Linked DNA regions of Mus musculus: all the other regions are linked to region 3. Evidence: chromatin contacts called from public promoter capture Hi-C data. All regions are on one chromosome and are shown on one strand. Each heading gives the region's core, a stretch centred on a gene start, on an enhancer-like site or on the middle of the called end of the contact. The rest is flanking DNA. Distances are from core to core; before and after follow the strand shown.

Evidence for each region. Promoter capture Hi-C pulls out the DNA fragments that hold promoters and counts their contacts. Capture Hi-C pulls out chosen DNA fragments and counts their contacts.
Region 1: a promoter capture Hi-C map of pre-B cells shows a contact between it and region 3, with 8 times the contacts expected there. The contact joins the promoter of Spata17 here to the promoter of Cenpf in region 3. A contact is called at or near these places in 9 of 39 promoter capture datasets (the 3T3-L1 cell line, 3T3-L1-derived adipocytes, the C10 cell line and 5 more), 2 of 484 Hi-C or Micro-C datasets (CD8 T cells and pre-B cells) and 2 of 9 other capture datasets (adipose tissue and liver).
Region 2: a contact with region 3 is called in a promoter capture Hi-C map of hippocampal neurons, with 7 times the contacts expected there. The contact joins the promoter of 1700007P06Rik here to the promoter of Cenpf in region 3. A contact is called at or near these places in 2 of 39 promoter capture datasets (hippocampal neurons and liver).
Region 4: a promoter capture Hi-C map of pre-B cells shows a contact between it and region 3, with 4 times the contacts expected there. The contact joins the promoter of Kcnh1 here to the promoter of Cenpf in region 3.
Region 5: a promoter capture Hi-C map of liver shows a contact between it and region 3, with 2.8 times the contacts expected there. The contact joins the promoter of Rcor3 here to the promoter of Cenpf in region 3. A contact is called at or near these places in 1 of 115 datasets of contacts at active chromatin or transcription factors (astrocytes) and 1 of 9 other capture datasets (liver).

Annotation. Positions count from the first base shown.
Region 1 is chr1:187,213,814-187,217,577 of GRCm38.p6, forward strand. Spata17 (spermatogenesis associated 17) reads right to left here and starts at 1,633. Exons shown (of 10, transcript NM_028848.3): 1 at 1,357-1,633. The coding sequence starts at 1,472. Gpatch2 (G patch domain containing 2) reads left to right here and starts at 1,698. Exons shown (of 10, transcript NM_026367.4): 1 at 1,698-1,863. The coding sequence starts at 1,811.
Region 2 is chr1:187,123,406-187,127,400 of GRCm38.p6, forward strand. 1700007P06Rik (RIKEN cDNA 1700007P06 gene) reads left to right here and starts at 1,733. Exons shown (of 3, transcript NR_040554.1): 1 at 1,733-1,910; 2 at 2,225-2,578. All of the region lies in intron 6 of Spata17 (spermatogenesis associated 17), which reads right to left. Gm15509 (predicted gene 15509) reads right to left here and starts at 960. Exons shown (of 3, transcript NR_151534.1): 1 at 1-960.
Region 3 is chr1:189,686,262-189,689,817 of GRCm38.p6, forward strand. Cenpf (centromere protein F) reads right to left here and starts at 1,825. Exons shown (of 18, transcript NM_001081363.2): 1 at 1,715-1,825.
Region 4 is chr1:192,189,366-192,192,879 of GRCm38.p6, forward strand. Kcnh1 (potassium voltage-gated channel, subfamily H (eag-related), member 1) reads left to right here and starts at 1,412. Exons shown (of 11, transcript NM_001038607.2): 1 at 1,412-1,721. The coding sequence starts at 1,643.
Region 5 is chr1:192,136,601-192,140,302 of GRCm38.p6, forward strand. It overlaps Rcor3 (REST corepressor 3), which reads right to left and starts at 1,440. Exons shown (of 12, transcript NM_001346740.1): 1 at 1,139-1,440; 2 at 833-889. The coding sequence starts at 1,298. It overlaps Gm10516 (predicted gene 10516), which reads left to right and starts at 298. Exons shown (of 4, transcript NR_033536.1): 1 at 298-461.

The DNA.
Region 1 (3,764 bases), core at 383-2,882, 2.5 Mb before region 3:
TTTCCTTTAACAGCCCACCTAACACATTCGGGCCCTCTGGATGCCAGCTAGCAGAAGGGAAACCAGCAGCTCAGTTTTGACTTAGAGCGAGCGCATCACAATTCCGTTCTCAATGTCTGCTCCACAATAGCATGAAGGAGTCAACTTGTCCCCACTGCACACTGAGGTCATGAACAAGCAGGAGCCTGCCACATAACTCTAAATGAATACTATATGATCTCTGAATGTTAAGTATAAGAATTCCATTGCGCAATGGCTATGCTTATTTAAAGATGATTAATTGGAAGCTTCGGTAATGTGATTATTCACTAAATAACTGTTGTAGCTATTCCATTTCAGGAAGCAAGACAGTACAGGCTGAAATAATGGTTAAACTAAGAGGCAAGAAAAAAAGCAACATTGGCCTACTTCTAGCAAGAAAATCCATAGTTTCTCACAAAAGTTACAAGATTGAATTATCACTGTAGTTGCTAGAGGTTCACGATGAAATAGCAAAACTATAGTTGAGATGTATGTTAGGATAAGAATAGCTTATCAGGACTTTCTCACACTGACTTGGTCACTGCTGGTCTGCTATAATTTATCACACTTTTTGTAATGTACTTTTTGTGATTCCTTCTAAGTTTTGAAAACCACTGGGCCATTGCTTCTAGTTTCAATGTCCCCTTTTCATGGAGAGGAAGTTTAGGTGTGGGGGGTGAGAATGCTGCCTTAGCTCTTGCCCATTTACTGTACCAATTATCTTGTCACAATGGTATAGAAACTTCACTTGGACAAATGAATCACAGATGAATTGAATTCTGTGATGTTTGTGAGATTAAGTGAAGCTCAAATTCCCATTTGGACATTGATATTCTGAATTCATGGAACTACCTGGGTAAGCCTGGTTAACGTTAATTAGGCCACTAGACCTACATTGTATAAAATAGGTTTCACCAAACCAAATTTCTCAGTGATTATTTTAAAATGTCGAAAAAAAAAAAGCCCCACAAAACAAAACAGTATTTTGAGGAAGACTCCCAAATGTTGCCCAGGGCAGCCTTGAATTTTCTGTGTTGCCCAGGCTGGACTGGACTCACAGTCATCCTCCTGCCTGTTTCCCCAGTCGGGGTTTACTTCATTTAGGGCGGCCCTTAATAATTCTCTATTCTGGGATCTTCCTTAGAGAATATTAACTTATTAATGACTTGTCAATGTATATATAATCCACTTGTGATTGATTATATATATATATATATATAAACTTCTGATCATGTTTGAATCCCCATGGGGAGAAGAAGAATTTAGAATTATTTCCTGAATTAAGTAATTTGTTAACAGTAAACATCTTCTGAGACCCCTCTCTTCACTACTCACCGGTTCCTAAAGTAGTACTGACTTTCTAGAAAGGGTGCCCGCGCCAGCAGCTTGGCTAAAGTAGCCATGTCCTTCAACTCCTGGAGTTCACCAAAATTGTTACTATTAGTCTCCATGGCAACTGGGCTGAACCAAGGTCACTTCCGACTTATCGGCCTTTCCTTTCACTCTGTTTCAGTTTCAAGCAACTGGACAGAGAAATCGGATTTGTACACGTGAGACCAGACTTGAGTCGACTCGCCCCTTTCTCCTGGAATTTCGAGCTGCTGATGGGAAGGGTCAGGGTAGGCTAAGGTGAGCGAATGGTCGCTTCCGGTTTCCGGTTTCCGCCTCCAGCCGGCTTCCGGAAGTTGCTCTCAAAATGCTGAAGTCCTGTGTGGAATTGGCCGGGGCTGCGGGAGTTGGAGTCGGTCCTCGGGCCTGAGCCTCGAGGCCGCGCTCCCGGGTGTCGTTGATGTTTGGGGCCGACGGGCGCCCAGCGATCGGAACCGCCGCCGGGAAGAGCTGGTGAGCCCGGCGGGCGGTTGGGAACGGGGCGAGCGAGCCGGCGAGCAGCTCGCGGGGCTCCGGGTCAGAGACGGCCGTGCACCAAGTTTCTTCAGGCCGCGTTCCCGTTGTCCCTGCCAAACCGGCCACATTGTACTAGATTCCGTGGTTGACAAGATCACAGAAATTCCCAGTCCCAGAAGTTTCTTAGTAGCAGAGACACCAGGCTCTTGTACTCCCTGCGCAGCTCGGTTCGTGTAAAGCCTAGAAGTTTTCCACCGCCCTGGAGGCTCTGTCCTAGTTTATGGGAAAGGGGCGTTTTCCAGTAGCCCCAGGTTGGAATTTGTCTTTAGGGTACCCTGGTCCACTGCTGTAAGTTTCCAAACTGCTTTCGCAAATCACACTTGATCTTTAATGACATCCCTGCTGTAGGAGACTCGCAGGTACAGAAAATTTAAGAGGCAAAGTTGTCCTGTGCCCCTGAGTACCAGAGATGATAGCTCAGTTTTGGATTTTCTAGTTGAAAACCCTGGTCGCCCAACCTCCACCCCCACCCCCACCCCCCGTTTGTTCCAACGCTTTTCAGAGAAACGTTAGTGTAACAAGAAAGTAGATGTCTTGCGGTCCATCTTGAAACATAAAAATCTGACCAGTAAGTCAAGAACTGTGATTTTTAAAGTTCCTGCCAGTGGGCTGTGATGTCTGATTGTTTAGCATCACCGATAACTGAAAAGTTAAAAGAATATCTTAGGTCAGATGGCTTATTTGGTTCCTCTCTAGAGACCATTTCTAACCAGTGTTGTTTTTCTTGTAGCTTTTAAGTTCTCACGATTTTCAGTTAGAATACTAGGAGAAGCTTTTTATTTTTTTTTTTTATTTTTATTTTTATTTTTTTAAAGATTTATTTATTTATTATATGTAAGTACATTGTAGCTGTCTTCAGGGATACCAGAAGAGGGAGTCAGATCTTGTTACGGATGGTTGTGAGCCACCATGTGGTTGCTGGGATTTGAACTCTGGACCTTCGGAAGAGCAGTCGGGTGCTCTAACCCACTGAGCCATCTCACCAGCCCAGGAGAAGCTTTTTAAATGAGCAATTGTAATTGTTGCACTCAGCTTGGAACAAGAGACGCAGGTCACAATGCACTAGTTTTTCTTAGCTTTGGCAGTTGTACATGTGGTAGGAACCACCACAGAAAACAAGATAAAGGAACTTCCCTACATCCTGGTGTTTCCTCTAAAGTGTACTTAATGCTTCAATGTTCAGAGCCTGGTAAGGAACGGAAGTGTTCAGTAGATTGGTCTGGTCCTAATAGAAAGGAAGTCATTTGTGTGCTAGTTGACATAAACACACAAACCAACCGGTGACCCCATTTATTCTTCATTGTGCTTTCTGTCTCCTATCATGCATAGATAGCGCTGTGTATTACTGGCTATTACTTGACGCGCTATTACTCTAAACTGGAGTTACTTGCAGTAGTGTTTTTACTTGCTAAACAACTCATCTTTTGTAATGAGTGAGACCAGAATATCATTAGCACCTATCAGCTGGTGCTTTTGAAAGAAAGTCTTAAAATGAGTCAGTCTCTCTCTCTCTCTCTCTCTCTCTCTCTTTGGTTTTTTTTGAGACAGGGTTTCTCTGTGTAGCTCTGGCTGTCCTGGAACTCATTCTGTAGAACAAGCTGCCCTTGAACTCAGAAATCTGCCTGCCTCAGCCTCCCAAGTGCTGGGATCAAAGGTGTGTGCCACCACTGGCCACCTTAAAATGAGTCTTAACTGTCCGAAGAAGCGTGTTACACAAAACCAGGACCTTTCTTTTCTAGTTAGTGTGCATGCCAGTCCACTGTTGTCTTCCCCTCCTGCCTTCCCTTCTTCACCAGCAATCTCCCTTTCCTCTTGGCTCTCTTTCCCTTTCTGAGGCT
Region 2 (3,995 bases), core at 483-2,982, 2.6 Mb before region 3:
CCCACAGGCCTCCGTTTGTGACTCTTTGTCACTTTGTCTCTGAGCTGTAGTCCTTGCCTATAACATGTCAGGTCCTAGATTCTGTCCTTACCCCTGCCACCAGAACAGAACAGAACTGAACAGGAAAGAAAAGAAAAGAAAAGGAAAGAGAAGAAGAGGGGAGAGGAGGGGAGGTGAGGGGAGGGGAGGGGAGGGAAGAAAGAAGAGGAACATCGAGGAAAGAGGAAAGCAGACTTCTTAAAGGTGTCATTCAAAGTACAGCAAAGGCCTGTTAAAGCAGACCTGAGACATGAGCACGCCGCCTTCTGAGAGCTCAGGCCTGCACAGCAGCACACAGGGGCCATTTTCCACTAACGTCTGCCTGTGGCTGGTGTGCTCACTTGCTGGCTGTTCTTCCAGAGGAACTCAGGAGTGCAGTACAACTGCATTCAGCCCTGATTCACTAGAAGAAGATTCCAGCTCTTTCCCCGCCCCACAATTCTTCTTGCCTGGAAGAGACTCCAGTACTCCCTGGGGCTCTGCTTGTCTGGAAGAGATCACTAGGGCCCTCAGAGCTTTGGTCAGGGAAAGGTAGAGGTGCAAAGGACGCCCCATAGATACTGTGGTTGCCTGTTTTATTGTGGAGGAATTTTTATTTTCTTTAAGTATTTCTAGAAGGAGAAGAAACAAAGATTTACTATTATTTTACTATAATATGATCAGAAATATTTTAAATAGCTGTCTTTATTAAGTAAAAAAAAATCTTGCTTTTTCAGAAGTGAATTTGCTGTTCTCATCAATATTATGCATTAAAGCATTTCCTGTGAAATGTGGGTTAGAAGAAAGTAACTTAAATACAATATTCCCTAATTAAAATCAATGACTATAGAACACCTACCAATCTGCTCAATCTAAGATATGCAAAGAGATGGCTTTCATCCCATGAAGCTATTCTTAAAAGAAAGAGGTTAAAACTCAAGACTTGGCATGACTGGCTGTGGCATAACTGGCTGATGGTGGGTATCTCCTAGTGCCTGTTATCAAAGACACAGAACACAGTATGGAACTCAGTCTCTGAGGCAAAATTCTCACAATTTGTCCTAAGGCTACATAGAACTTTGTAATAAAAATGGAAGAAAGGCACTGAGGCCAACAGAATGACTGAAGGAGCAAAGGAGGGGAAGACATGGGGCACAGTCAGGGGACATCAATCTGGCCACTGTGGCACAAGGATATTACCAAAATGTTGAGAATTTGAGTTGAATTTGGCCATAATTTTTCAATTTCCTGATTTTTCATATCTCCTTTAAAAGATAAACTTAGGCGAAAGCCCAGAGTGACCACGAAAATGATGGCAATAACTACAGTCCAAAGGGAAATCACAGACAGATGGGAGGCGAGTATGGAGAATCCTAGGAAGTGTGCAGGCAAGTTAACCTGGCCAACAACAAAGAAACTCTTTCAGATAAAGTGGTAGGTGAGGACAGACAACCAAGGCTGACCTCTGACTTCAACATACAGCACATTCGCATGAATATATCACACATACACACAAACACAGAGAGAGACAGACAGACAGACAGAGAGACAGAGACACACAGAGAGAGACAGAGACAAAGAAAGAGAGACATAGAAGGGGGCAAGTTACTCATAAAACCTAAGCCCAAATATGTCATAAATGTGAGAATTCCATTCCATATTCATCCAGTTCCACACCAGGGATTCCAGAAGGCTGAATGCTATGGTAGGGCACATGGCCAGTGTGAGCGGAGAGATGAAGTTGGACCCAGGAAGCACTGCTCAAGCAGCAGTGAAGAAAGCCTCTGAGGCTTCTTAGGAGACTGAGCCTGGCTGAGGAAAGGATCTCTGATTTGTCAAGATAAATTTCAAAACAAGACAAAAAAGCAAAACTGGAGCAGAATGTCCAAGAGGTACGGGCACTTGGTGGAGGTGTGGCATGTCTGTACTGTGAATGATGAGCGAGAATGTGGGAAAGGACCAGAGAAACATCTGAAGTATAATGGCTGCCAATTTCCCTCAGGCTTATCCACTGTCATTGCACCGTGTAAGGGTGCGCCACTACCAGGCCTAGATGCTGTGTGCTCAGAATAAAATCTCACAGTGCAGAATAGCTGAGCACTACCAGAAAGAGCCTGAGCTCCTGTGTGTTAGATTTTGGATTAATTTTGGTCATTGCATGTCCGAGAAACTTTTACTGTTGCCCTTTTTTGGTCCCCATGTTCAGGTACGGTAGCAAGCATGGTTCAAGAACCTGTGCTGAACCATGGCTGAAAGAACCATGATGCTCAGCATGAATGAAGGAAGGCAGAAAGGAAGAGGACAAGGGAGGCGGAAGGAAGGGATTGATGAATGAGACAGGGGGAGGAAGGGAAGAAGAGAACGAAGAAAGAAGAGAAAGAAACTAGAACAAAATATTTAAGGATTGAGGGAAAAGAAGCACTGACTTGCACCGCCGCCTCCCACAAGTGTGAAGGGGAAACGAGCATCTTGGAATAAAGAGCCGTGGATCTGCTGTGTGGTTCCCCAGCGCCAGGGAAGCACTGCCAGGGAACAGTGAGGATGCTGGGATGCTCCAACGGTAATGATTTGGGCTACTGATTCTCCACACAACAGTGCCCGTGAACGGTCCTGTCTTTACCACTTCATGCCATGGAAGCTAGTCTCTCCCTACATATTGAAAAGTTCACCCTCCTGCCACTCACCCACCTCTCACCTGTCGTAAACATCCCTAAGTGTTGTGTTTAGCTGTTTTCATCCCCTATCTTGCCAAGCTTCCTCCCCCATGTGGCTATTTTGGGAACAGGGATACATTCTAGTTAGTCTGAGCATCCCCCTCTAACCTAAGTCTCCTGTCAACACTGTATTCTAGTGAGCGGAGTTCCCCGTGCTCCTCACTCTCCTTTGCTGCAGCACTGAAGACAAGTTTTCAGTCTGGGGTGCAGATGGTGCTGTAGCCTAGGTTAGCCTCTGCCTTCCTCCTCTGGGAAGCAAGCCTGGCAATGGGAAGCAAACACCCCCTCCCTCTTTCCCTTTCTGTGTACAGCGATGGGACTGGTCTCTGTCTTAGTGGGGGAAGCAGAAAGAAGTGATAGAATCCCACAAAATCAAAGTCTTTCTGACACAGAGTCCAGAACTTACAAAGCAGATCTGTTCCATCTTTCTCTGACTGGTTCTGAACTCAAGCAGGGAAGGGTGTCTGGGATTAGGTTCTGAGGCCTTTCTTTCCCTCACGTGCCCAGTTTCTACCCTGATTAGTCCACCACAGGTCCCTGGCAAAGATCCTGACTCCCTCTGCCATCGAATGTCTTGGCATTGCAGATGGTGTTGAATATAGCAACAAATAGTCCATTTTTGTCATTTGGATCATTAAAAAGCATCTTTATTAGTAATATGAATATTACTAATTTAAAGAACCATTCGTACCTAATCTGGGAGTAAGGTGTCAGAGACACATGTTTCTGTTCATTCGATCTCAATCAATGCAGTAGTGAATGGACTTTGTTTGTTTCCAAATTACAGCTGCTGTCTAGGCAGCAGAGGTAACTAAATCAGATGGTAATTACACGTTTACTTCTCTCTAATGGGCTCTTTCTGAGAAGGCAAAAAATAGCCCTAAAACCTGTCCCTATGGGCCAGAAATGTATGCTTGCCTTCTGGTCAAGAGGACTTAACACAGCAAGCTTATTTTCTAGACAGATACCAGGTAGTAAAGTTAAATCAGGATCAGTTTAACGATCAAAACAGTCCCATATCCCCCAAAGAAATAGAAACAGTCATTAATAGTCTCCCAACCAAAAAAAGCCCAGGACCAGATGGGTTTAGTGCAGCGTTCTATCAGATGTTCCAAAAAAGAACTAGTTCTAATACTCCTCAAATTATTCCACAAAATAGAAACAGAAAGTACTCTACCTAATTCGTTCTATGAAGCCACAATTACTCTGATACCTAAACCACACAAAGACCCAACAAAGAAAGAGAACTCCAGACCAATTTCC
Region 3 (3,556 bases), core at 575-3,074:
CATCCGTGTTTGTATACTGAGATAGTATCTAACTGTAAATATTTTGAAAAAATACTTTCAAAAGTTAAAGAGAAACAAGGATCTTGACATATTAGATACCGGGCCTTGAAGACAGTTTTTGGTGTCAGCTTCATTATTTTTTTTCCCAGATCTCATTTCACAGAAGACATGTGTAACTCCACACTCAATTTCCCACAAAATTTTCTGAAAGAAATCAAAGGCCTCTTAACTAAAACAAAGAGCAATTGACCCTGTAGCTTGTTCATTCAAGAGTGAGGAGAGTACATTAGACCAAAAACCACACGCAAAAATTGTCTTAACAATTCAGCCAGCCACCGAAATCAATACATCAACGTGCCACAGCCATATCCACCTTTCACCCCAGCACTTGGGAGACAGAGGCCAGTGGATCTCTGAGTTTGAAGCCAGCCTGGTCTACAGAGTGAGTTCCAGGCCAGACAGGGCTACACAGCCAACAAGTCAAAAAACAAAACAAAATAAAAGCAACAAAACATCTAGAGAGGCAATATAAGCAAGGGAATCCAGCAGGTTTATTTTCTAATTCAAAACCTACAAACAGCTATATTCATGTTTGTAGTCACACACTTTGTTGAGAGCAAGAAGATATTTACAAATGTAGTTAAGATAACTAAAGTTATATTTTATTATGCTGAGGATTAGTATACAGTATTTACACTTTAAATTTCTAATTACAGTCTTAACCCTATCTTCCCAGGGCTGCTCACCTGGGTGACATATTTTAGCTTGTCAGGTTCAGTTTTTTTTTTCCTTTTTATTATTATTATTTATTCATTCTACATCCTAATGGTAGCCTCCCCTTCTGCCTGTGATCCCAGTCCCATCCTCACAAACACCTTCCCTTCTCAGAGAGGGGAGGAGACCCCCTTGGATACCACCTGATCCTGGGACATCAAATTGAAGCAAGACTACACACAACCTTTCCCATTAAGGCCTTACAAGCCAACAGAAGTTTTTGATTTGAGGCTCCTGAGGGCAGATTATGGTGGTGTCTTCTCATATGTGCAGCGCAGAGCATTGTCTTAGTCTCCAATTATATACTGTTCACTGGGGATCATGGGGTTTTAGGATTGTTATTTGGAGTGAGTGATGTCAGAGTTTTGGTTATTAGTCTTGGGTGTTTAAAAGGCATTTTTTTTTACTATGTTCATTACACACTTATATACATTTTCTACCTCTCCTACACTTATATATAAATACATCACACCGATCGCCTAATTGCCATTAGGTGTTGACTGGGTACGGAACAACCTGTCAGCCACCTAAATCGGGTCACTAGAGCAAAAGTTGTAAAATCCGTAAATGTAAAAAATTAAGATTAAAGAGGCAGGGTCTGAGAAGAAGACTTTGAAAGATGAAGCAAAATCTCTGTGGTGACGGTGTAAAAGAACTTCCACCGAAAGTATGTCTTTAAAATGCGGAGGGCTCCGTTCATGGGCCCACCGCCCGCCTCAGGCCCTAAAGAGGGTCTGGCAGGTTTCTGCTGTTGTCCTCCGTCAGGATCCCCTGCCTCTCTGCCAGTGCTAGCTAGTTCTGGCTGCTGAGCACACAGCACAGCCTGGCACCCTGGCGACCCTAAGCCGCCAAGTGAGAAAGAAGCTTCTAGAAACCATGCGGGCCTCCGATGGGGGGCCGCGGGCGGAGGACGGGGGCCCCGAGGGGGGACGCTGCTCACCTGAGCTCCTCACAGAACCTGGCTCCGGGCTCTGCGAGCCCCGAGTTCCTCACCGCCGAGCTCCTCACACAGCGCACCGTTCCTCCCCGACCAGCACGAGCGATTCAAACTGCCCGCCGCCGCCGCCCCTCTTCCCTCCCGCTCACTTCCGGTCCCGCCCAGCTAGCCTCCACGCCCATTGGCCATGGCGAGAGGCTTTCGACCAGTCCTCACCCGGCTTCTCGGTGAGCCGCCTCTGATTGGCCCTTTTGGACGACTGTTTAAAAACAAGCAGAGCCGGCGGCGGAGCCTGCGCAGACGTCGGATGCACTGGCGTTGCCTAGAGACGGGCTCCGCACGCTGGGAGGAGCGGACTGCGGGTCTGAATGAGGGTTAAACCCTGAGCGGCTGGGCGGGCTTGAGGAGCAGGGTAAGGTGAGGTCTGTGCTGCGGGGAGGCCGCTCGCTCTAACCGTAGGACAAGCGTAAGGTGTTAGCTCTGAGGGGATTATTATTATAAAAGTTAGCTGCGAAGTTGATTATTACTTTAAAAGTTGGCGCGCACCTGCCATAGCAGCCCTGCGGAGGGCGTTTGGAGGACAGCCTGGCTATAGACAAGAGTCCTTGTCTCGAAAAGAAAAGAAGAGGGGAGGGGAGGCGGGGGGTGGGGGGGCGGATAACAGAGGCACAGTATAACAAATAATCTGAACTTGAATCTAGACATGCATGCAAAACTCAACTGCTGACCTCTCTGTCATCTCCATATTTTCAAAATCTGGATATGCGATTCGCATGGGTTGTGGTGGCTCACGCCGACAGGATTTACTGAATATGAGATCCGAGGGGAACACTTCATCAGATTCAAATATTCACAAGGCTCTTCTAAACTGAGTATACTGCTTCCACTTTCCTAATAGCACCTAAATGCCTAAATATTTTTCTTTAAAAGTAAATATCCATAGGAGGTATGGGATGTGATGCAAACGGAGGGTGGATAGGGGCGGGGGTATGGAATATGGAGTGTGGAAAATAAATTTAAAATAAAATAATTTTAAAAAAAGAAGTAAATATCCTTGGAATTGTAGAGGTGGCTCAGCAGTTGCTGCTCTTGCAGAAGACCTGGGTACAGTTCCTAACATCCACATAGTAGGTCACAACTATCTATAAATCCAGCTCAGGGAATCTGATTCCCTTTTCTGGGCCCACAGGCAACAGGTATGTAACGACATACGTGCTGGCAAAACATGCATGCACATAAAATTAAAACATAAAAATGCTCTCAGTTCCTCTTTCCTCTCCAGTGATCCCTCTCATTGTCTCTCTGCTCACATCCCATTTCTTTTTAGGGTCACTTAGTGCCCAGGGCTTATCCCAGCACCCAGTTTCCCCAGGAAGGCAGCTAAGAGTTACAGAGTCAGATGGAGACCAAAGCTGCTTTATCTTTGGCAGTTCTCTTTGCTATTCTGTAGCCAAAGACTACTTACTTTTAGCAATTTCTCTGACTTTAATTCTTTGCTATTGTATGTCCAAAAGCTGCTTGCTTTCAGGAGTTTTTCTCTTTAATTCTTTGCTATTCTAAGACCTCTGGTTTCTGGTAATTTGACTCCAACTGATAGCAACAAGAGTATTAGAAAAAAGGCTTAGTTTCTCTCTGACTCAAGGACCCCTCCATGGCCAGGCTAGAGGCTTGGAGTCTGTTAACTCTTTGTGAGCCAGAGAGAAAAGAAGAGGAAGAAAGAATTCAAACACACAACTACACACACACACTCTGGCCCTGCCGGACCACCTGTCTCAACAATTTCACAAGTGTTCATGCCAACTTACATAGATACACATATACCTACATATTATTTATGTACATACA
Region 4 (3,514 bases), core at 162-2,661, 2.5 Mb after region 3:
ACACAGATAGATGAAAGGTGACATTTATAATGGCCCAATTAATTTAGTCACTCTGAAAATGACATTTGATTTGGCACTTATTTTTTTTTTTTTCAGACAGATTTTGTGAGTTTGAGTGTTTTGCCTGCATGTTTGTACGTGTACTATGCACATGCTTGGTGCCTGAAGAAGTCAGACTAGGGCATCAAATGGTCTGGAACTGAAATTTCAGATGGCTTTGGCCTACTGTGAACTAAACGCAGGTCTCCTGCAAGAGTGCTCTCAGGTGCTGAGCCATCTTTGCAGACCTCCCGCACAGAACTTTAAAGTCAGGATCCCCCCCCCCCCCCCCCCGTCTATTCTCCGCAGTGCTCGACCACTCAGAGAATGCCTGGAAGGAATTGGCTCTGCTTCTGAGATTAAAAAATTGAGACAGTGTGTCTTTGCGAACCATTAAGGTGTTTCCGGAGGTGAGCCCCGGCGTCACGGGCTTCAGCGGCGGGTTTATCTTTGCATTTTATTTTGAATCTTTGTCCAGTTGGAAACTAACCAGTCAAGTAGCAATGCATCCTTCTGTGGGCATTGTCTCAGTCCCCCGCCACACGCACAGCACAACGACAGGTACACATTATGTGCAGTTGGAACACCCCCTCTTCCTTCAGTGAACAAGAGGTCCAAGTCATTTCTACCTGCTGTGAAGCCGCACCTGCTTCACCTGTGCCTTGTGGATGCTTCTCCAAGCCACAGCTATGGCTGTTTAATTAAAATCTGATGTACTTTTACTTTGGGAAGCTTTCAGAAGTAGCCCTCCTCTTTGATGCTGGACAGCCAGTTCCCGTTTTTTGTTTTTTTTTTTGTTTTTTTCACCTTACACACAAATCTTAAGAGATTGTACTGTAGCTGGAAACCCCGATGTGCCAACTCATGTTTTGTTGTTTTTCTTTTTTGGTAAAATGATTGCTCTGTAAGAGAAGACGCCAAACAGGTGAAAGCCATTTATCAACTGAGGAGGCTGCAGGCACATTGATGGTAAAGACAAACCAAAACGGCTCCTGGGAGCTGAATCTGGCAGTCACTCTGTAAGTTGTTGCCCTTAGACACTTGGTTGGTTAATTCTGGGGAAGCTGGATAGACATGCAGCTCATGCTGTTTGCAGAGCCTGAAGGTTCTGACTCCGATCTGACACCGCGTAAAGAAAGAGTCTTCTTGTGACCTTTTCGGGTGTGTGTGTGTATGTGACTTTACCAATAAAGCTGCTCACCGTGCTCTGCACACCCCAGGCACACTCTGGATAACACTTCCCGCTGCACCCAGAGGGTGCCGCTCCGGTTCCAGCCTCACCCCGTGGCTCTTGGTTACGGCTGTGTCCCCGAGGGATGCGCGCACGGTAGGGGGCGCCCTGGACCGGCTGGCTCCCTCCGCCCACGGGAGGCGGCCGCGGCGCACCGAGCCCGGGGCACTCGAGCGCACACCCGGGCGGGCCGCAGCGGGGAGGTGCGGAGCGCAGCGAGGGCGGCAGCGGGAGCCAGCCGCCGCCCCTGCGCTCCGGGGCTGCGGAGCGCATGGGGCGCGTGGAGCCAGGAACGCTTGCGGGCTGCGCACCCGGCCGCCTGCTGCGGTGAGACACGGCGCCGGACGCCCCCAGAGTCCGGCAGTCGGGAGGATGACCATGGCTGGCGGCCGGCGGGGACTAGTGGCCCCGCAGAACACGTTTCTGGAGAACATCGTGCGGCGGTCCAACGGTAAGAACTGCCTTTGGATTTCTGTCGCCCAGGTGGGTTTTGATTTTTTTTTTTTTTTTTTTTTTTTCTGAGTGCGGTGATTGCAGACGCCTCCCGCCTGGTGCCAACAGATGCGGGGGCATCCCGGAGCTCCGCTCACCAGCTTCTCTTGCCTGCGGGCCTGGGAGGTGGGCAGGGCTGGAGGGGGTCTAGTGTGCCCCATCTCTGGAGGAGAGATCTCTAGCCTACGCCTTTGGGGCCTTTTCCCGCGCCCTCCCGCTGTCCTCTCCAGGAAAGCCTGGCATTTGGTGAGAAAAGTCATGCGAAAAGTGGCTGCAGGCTGGCCACCTTCAAGCACTGCGCTCCTGATGCGCACTGGCCGCCTCCCCGCGGAGGCTCCCCGGGAGTCCTGAGGAGCAGGGAGGCCAGAGGTAGCAGCAGAGCTGGGCTACTGGTCCTGGCCCTGTTCGGGTGCAGGGACGTTGCCAACTCCACCTTCCATCCCTTAAGCAGGAAAGTCTGACCAGAAGAAACCCTTTGGCAGGGCTGTCTTATGCACCCTCGCCAACCAGCTAGAGCAAATGGCTCACGAAGGTCCGATGGTTTTTCTGGACTCAGCCGGGGAAACAGAGGGAACTAAGTGGTCCCGGGTACAAATTTGGCATCTATTGTCTCTTTTAAACCCTCCCAATCTTGTCCTCCATCACAAGCCGATTCATTACCCAAGAAACCTGTGCACAAGCACGAGGTTTTTGTAGCTGGGAGGAGAGAGTCCTACTATGACTGATGGAAGGGGAATAATTTTCGACACCTTTTTACTCAGAGATTGCAGTTTCCTATGGTTTATTAGCATGAAGCCCAGAAGGCGAAAAGTCCTCAGAGTAGCGATCCAAAGGGAGCTATCCAAACCTTTCCGACCCACAGCTTGCACATACAGTCCTGGAGATGGGGAGTTGCTGCATACACCTGTTCACCAGGCTACCCAATTCTGAGATCCCCCTAGCAGACTTCTGGGCCCCTCTCCTTCCAGAAGCAGGCGACTCTCTCCGTTGGAGAGGCTGTGGGGACCTAACTCAAGAGCTGGGTTTTGCCAGTGTAAACATGGCGTGCAGCCTTGGAACTTGGGTTGATAGTGATGAGCTTCCAGCTGAATTCAGTTAGGGATTCAATGGAAGGGCGTGAAAACTGACCCCTGCCTCTTATACAGTGTCTTTAATTAAAAAGGGACTTAAGTTTACAAGACAAAGCCCGTGGGCTACCATAGCAAATCTTACCTACTATTTAAGAGCTTTCTTAGAAATTATCTCACCTTTGTTGTGTGCCTCTTAAAGATGAGTACTACTCGGTCATTACCTTTCCCTCCAAGGTTTAAAGGAGTCTTTAAAGCAAGGTCACAGTTACTACCAGGGGCCGTGTGTGTGTGTGTGTGTGTGTGTGTGTGTGTGTGTGTGTAATGACTGCTAAACAGGCAGCCACAAGGTCATAGTCATTACTTGGGTCTGCCCCTCCCTCTTGTGTGTGTATGTGTGTGTGTGTGTGTGTGTGTGTGTGTGTAATAATTGCTAAATGGGCAGCCATGAAGAATTCCTTTGGCATACAAATCTGAAAGCGATGGTTGAAGTTAGTGTATTATTATGGCTTTTAACTGACCCGATATGGGCACTGTTTTGCAGACTTGGGGATCCCACTTGAGGGACGTATAACGTTTGCATAATAAATGCCATGAACATTATGAGAAGTCTGTCTATTGGAGAGGAGGCAGTACCCTGAAGTTAGAGGGAAACCATGGTGCACTCTGTTAGCTGGAGCACGAA
Region 5 (3,702 bases), core at 190-2,689, 2.4 Mb after region 3:
GCACTCCAGGCCCAGAGGCTCCAGCAAGGGCGCCTCCATATGCGGAACTCTCGCCCAATCCCTGAGCAGCCTGACATCCCGTGACAGCCGGGGAGCCTGTTTGGAGAAAAGTAGAGAGGGAGCCCGCAAGCTGCGCTGGCGGAGGGCGCTGGAACCTGGCTGTTCCGGAGAAAATGTCTCCTTGGCAGCTGCTGCCGCTGTCCTGTGGTCTGGCTTCCCCGGGCTGGGTCGGCGCGCGGGGAGGGGTTGGGGGCGACCGGGGCGGTGTCGGGCACGGGCGTTTCCCCGCCCAGGTCCACACCGCCTCGGCAGAAAGAAAAACCAGGATCCCGTGTGCGCCGGGGTCGCAGGGCTCGCCCTTGGCTCGGGCTAATGACAGCAGGCGGTTGCCAAGCGTGGCCCTGCGGAGCCTGGCTGAGCCCCGGGTTCCCAGGGCGGGTCGGAGTGGCATCTGACCTGGGGTAGGTTCATGCACACACAGATCGCACGCCCTCTCCTGCAGCCCTTGGTTTTGCAGTCCCCACGCCCCGGGCCTCGGACCCGCGACCTCCGTGCGAAGCCACCAGCGTGCAAGTGCCGCGGGAGGGAACCATGTTCACCTTGCCATGCACACATCTACCCCCACGCCCTGTGTCACTGCCCAGCCGAGCCTGCCAGCCTCCCCGCCCGCGATGCCCTGCCCTGCCCTGCCCTGCCCTGGCCTCTCCTGGTGCGCCCCACACTCAACACCACGTAACTCCCTCCCATCCCGACGCCGGCCACCCCAGAGCAAGCCTGGGGGAAAAAAAAAGAGAGAGAGAGATGGGGTTTTCCTGTGAGCAAATATATCTACCTGGATCGAATTCAGGGATCCGAGCTTGGTATTCAGCTCCGACTCTCATCCCAACATCTGCAAAGCAATGCCAAGATATATGGTAAAATGGTAATAAATAAGGAGAGGAGAGGGGAAGGGCAAGGCAGAGACTCTCCAGCCGCGGGAGCGCGGGCGAGGCCGTGGCCGGGTGGGGGCGGGGAGGCGCGGGTCGCGGGCTGCGGCGGCACCGGGAGTTCCGGCGGCCGCGGCTCGGCTCCGAGGGGGAGGAGGGCGCGGGGAAGGGGGCCGGGCGGACGGGCGGGGGCGGGGAGCGCGGCGAGGTACCCCCGTGCTCGTCGTCGCTGCTGCAGCCGCTCTCGGGCTCCGAGAAGTGCAGCCCGCCGTTGGCCGAGGAGCCGCCGCCTCCCGCCGGGCTCTTGGCGCCGCCGTTGGCCGATCGGCTCTTCCCCAGTAACTCGGGCCCTTTCTCCATCATGCCGGGCATGGTAGAGGAGGGGGAGAGGTGGCGTCAGGGAAGGGGGAGACGGCTGGCGGGCGCGGGCGGGAGCGCGGAGGAGGAGGAGGAGGTGTTAATATGGAGCCGCCATCACCGCCCCGGTCGAGCCGTAGCGCAGTCGCCCCACACCGGCCCGCCCCGGCCCCGCCTCCCTCCCCTCCCCCGCCGCCGCCGCCCCGCGCCGTGCCACCCGGCCGAGCGCCCCTCGTGGCCGCGCGCTCCTCACTGGGCGGCCGCGATCACTCCGCCCTAGGGAGGTTCCGGCCGCGGGGCGGAGAGACCAGAGGGCCGGGACCCCGCGCGTCCCCAGCCGGCCGGTTCCCGGGCGCTCGAGGGCCGGGAGACGATGTGGAGGCCCCGGAGGCGGCATGGAGGGCGGGGAGGCGGCCTCTGCCCTGTCTCAGCTGAAGGAATTTGGCCTGCTGAGGCGGGGCCGCGGGGCGGGAGCTGCTCCCGTGACCGGGAACCCGGGATGGCGGTCTCAGGAGCTGCTCCGGTGAGGAGCGGCGGGGATGGCGGCCTTTGACAGGAGCTATGAGGATGGCGGCCTTGGACCGGAGCAGCTCCGGTGACGCGGGCAGGGGTTGGCGGCCTCAGACAGGAGCTGCTCCCGCGAGGTGCGCCCCGGGGTAGGAGCTGGGTCCTCCGGTTGGAGGCAGGATCGGTTCACTCCGGAATGAGACCGGCCCTAAAGACCTGGCGAGGCAGCTCCTCTCTGCTGTGAGGTCCGAGAGGGACTGAAAGGGCAGTATTTCCACTTGGCTCTTTCCCTTTTGCTGTCTAAGAAGCGAATGCCACGAGTGGGGAAATAAATAACCGAACTCTACCTTCCCCGGGCCAGTGCTATCTGGGTCGACACTGCCTGGGGTGGTGGCTCAGAGCAATTCTGGAGAGGGTGGAGAGAGAAGTGCTCTGCAGAGAGGTGCTGCTGCTGCAGAGAAAGGTGAGGCCAGCTGCCTTCTGGCAGTTTGCACCCAGTTGAAGATTGGCTGGACTGTATTTCTTCCCCAGATTTAAGGATATTTGCTTATGACATACTGTCTGGGCAAGGAGGACGATTTGTGTCTCAGGAGTAAAGGGGGGGGGGAGTTGCTTAATATACAGATGTGTGTCCTGCAGAATTTGGGGGTAACAGTAAAATTACCTTGAAGGTTAAAACTGTTCTTTGGAATTCTGTTACTGAGAAATAACAGACCTACTCAAGAATTCAGCCAAGAAAACTCTGGGATACAAGAATTAGGCCGGTCATCTGTCTAAAGGAGGGAGTATTTTGTCCGGGTGGAGAAACAGTACTGGTACTGGAAATAGTTGATTTTTAGCTCTATATGTGTCCATTAATTTTTGAACCACAACTCAACCTCCCCTCCCGTTTTATTTTTTGAGACAGGATTTCTATGTGTACTTCTGGCTGTCCTGGAACTCACAGAGATCCGCTTGCCTCTGTCTTCTGAGTGCTGGGAGTAAAGAGCTGCACCACCACACCTAGCATCGGTTCCTTTTTTTAAAAAACACATTGCTGAAGGATATTTTAAGTCTGATTTTTATTTTCTGCAAGGAGAAATGTTATGGACAACTGAAATGATATTTTATTTTTTACATTCCAACCTCTAATGAACACGACTCATCTCAGCCCTGTCACATCAGCTCCTTTGATCCTGGAGTACAAAAGCTAGAGCCTATAAAAAGAAAATTCAAGAAAAAAAAAAACCACAAAACAAAATAGAGGCCTCTTAATAGATACACTTTTTAACTCTGAAATAGTGCTGATTCACTTTTCTGTAGAAAAGAATCTGCGTCTAGATTAGGGATCAAAAGTTTCAAGGGCTTTTGGGACTATTTTGATTAGTAGAATCTTGGCAGTAAAATGATTCTACTGGAATATTTAGACCAAAGACTGCATTCACCTTTGGGGAAGGATTTTGGCGTGAAGGGATGTGTGTGTGTGTGTTTAAGGAAAACAAATTTCTGTTTTGCTTTTAAGAAAAGGAAAGCACTCTAAACTTGCCTGGTTGAGAAGGGTGATTGTAGTGGACCTTAAAATGGTCTCTTCCCAGATAAGACATTACAGAACAGAAAAGCCCTAGGTAGAAATCTGGAAGAATGTCTACTTCTGTTTGGAGAGGAGGAAAGCCCCTGGGCGGAGAAGAGAGCTTTAGGGGTTAATAATATCTCTTGAGATGGGTTGAAGGGGGGGGGGCACTACTGGTCTGTTGAGTATTTAAATTAACTCCATTTTAAGGTTTTCTCAAGAGTTACAAAGACCAAACATAAGGCAAAGGTCGGGGATTAGCTAAGTTGTATGTTGCCTGGGCTTCTCTTTGATATCATGTGAATTCCAGAAGCAAGGATACAGGAGAAACTTTGTTTCAAATAAGACAACGTTTAGAAGGCC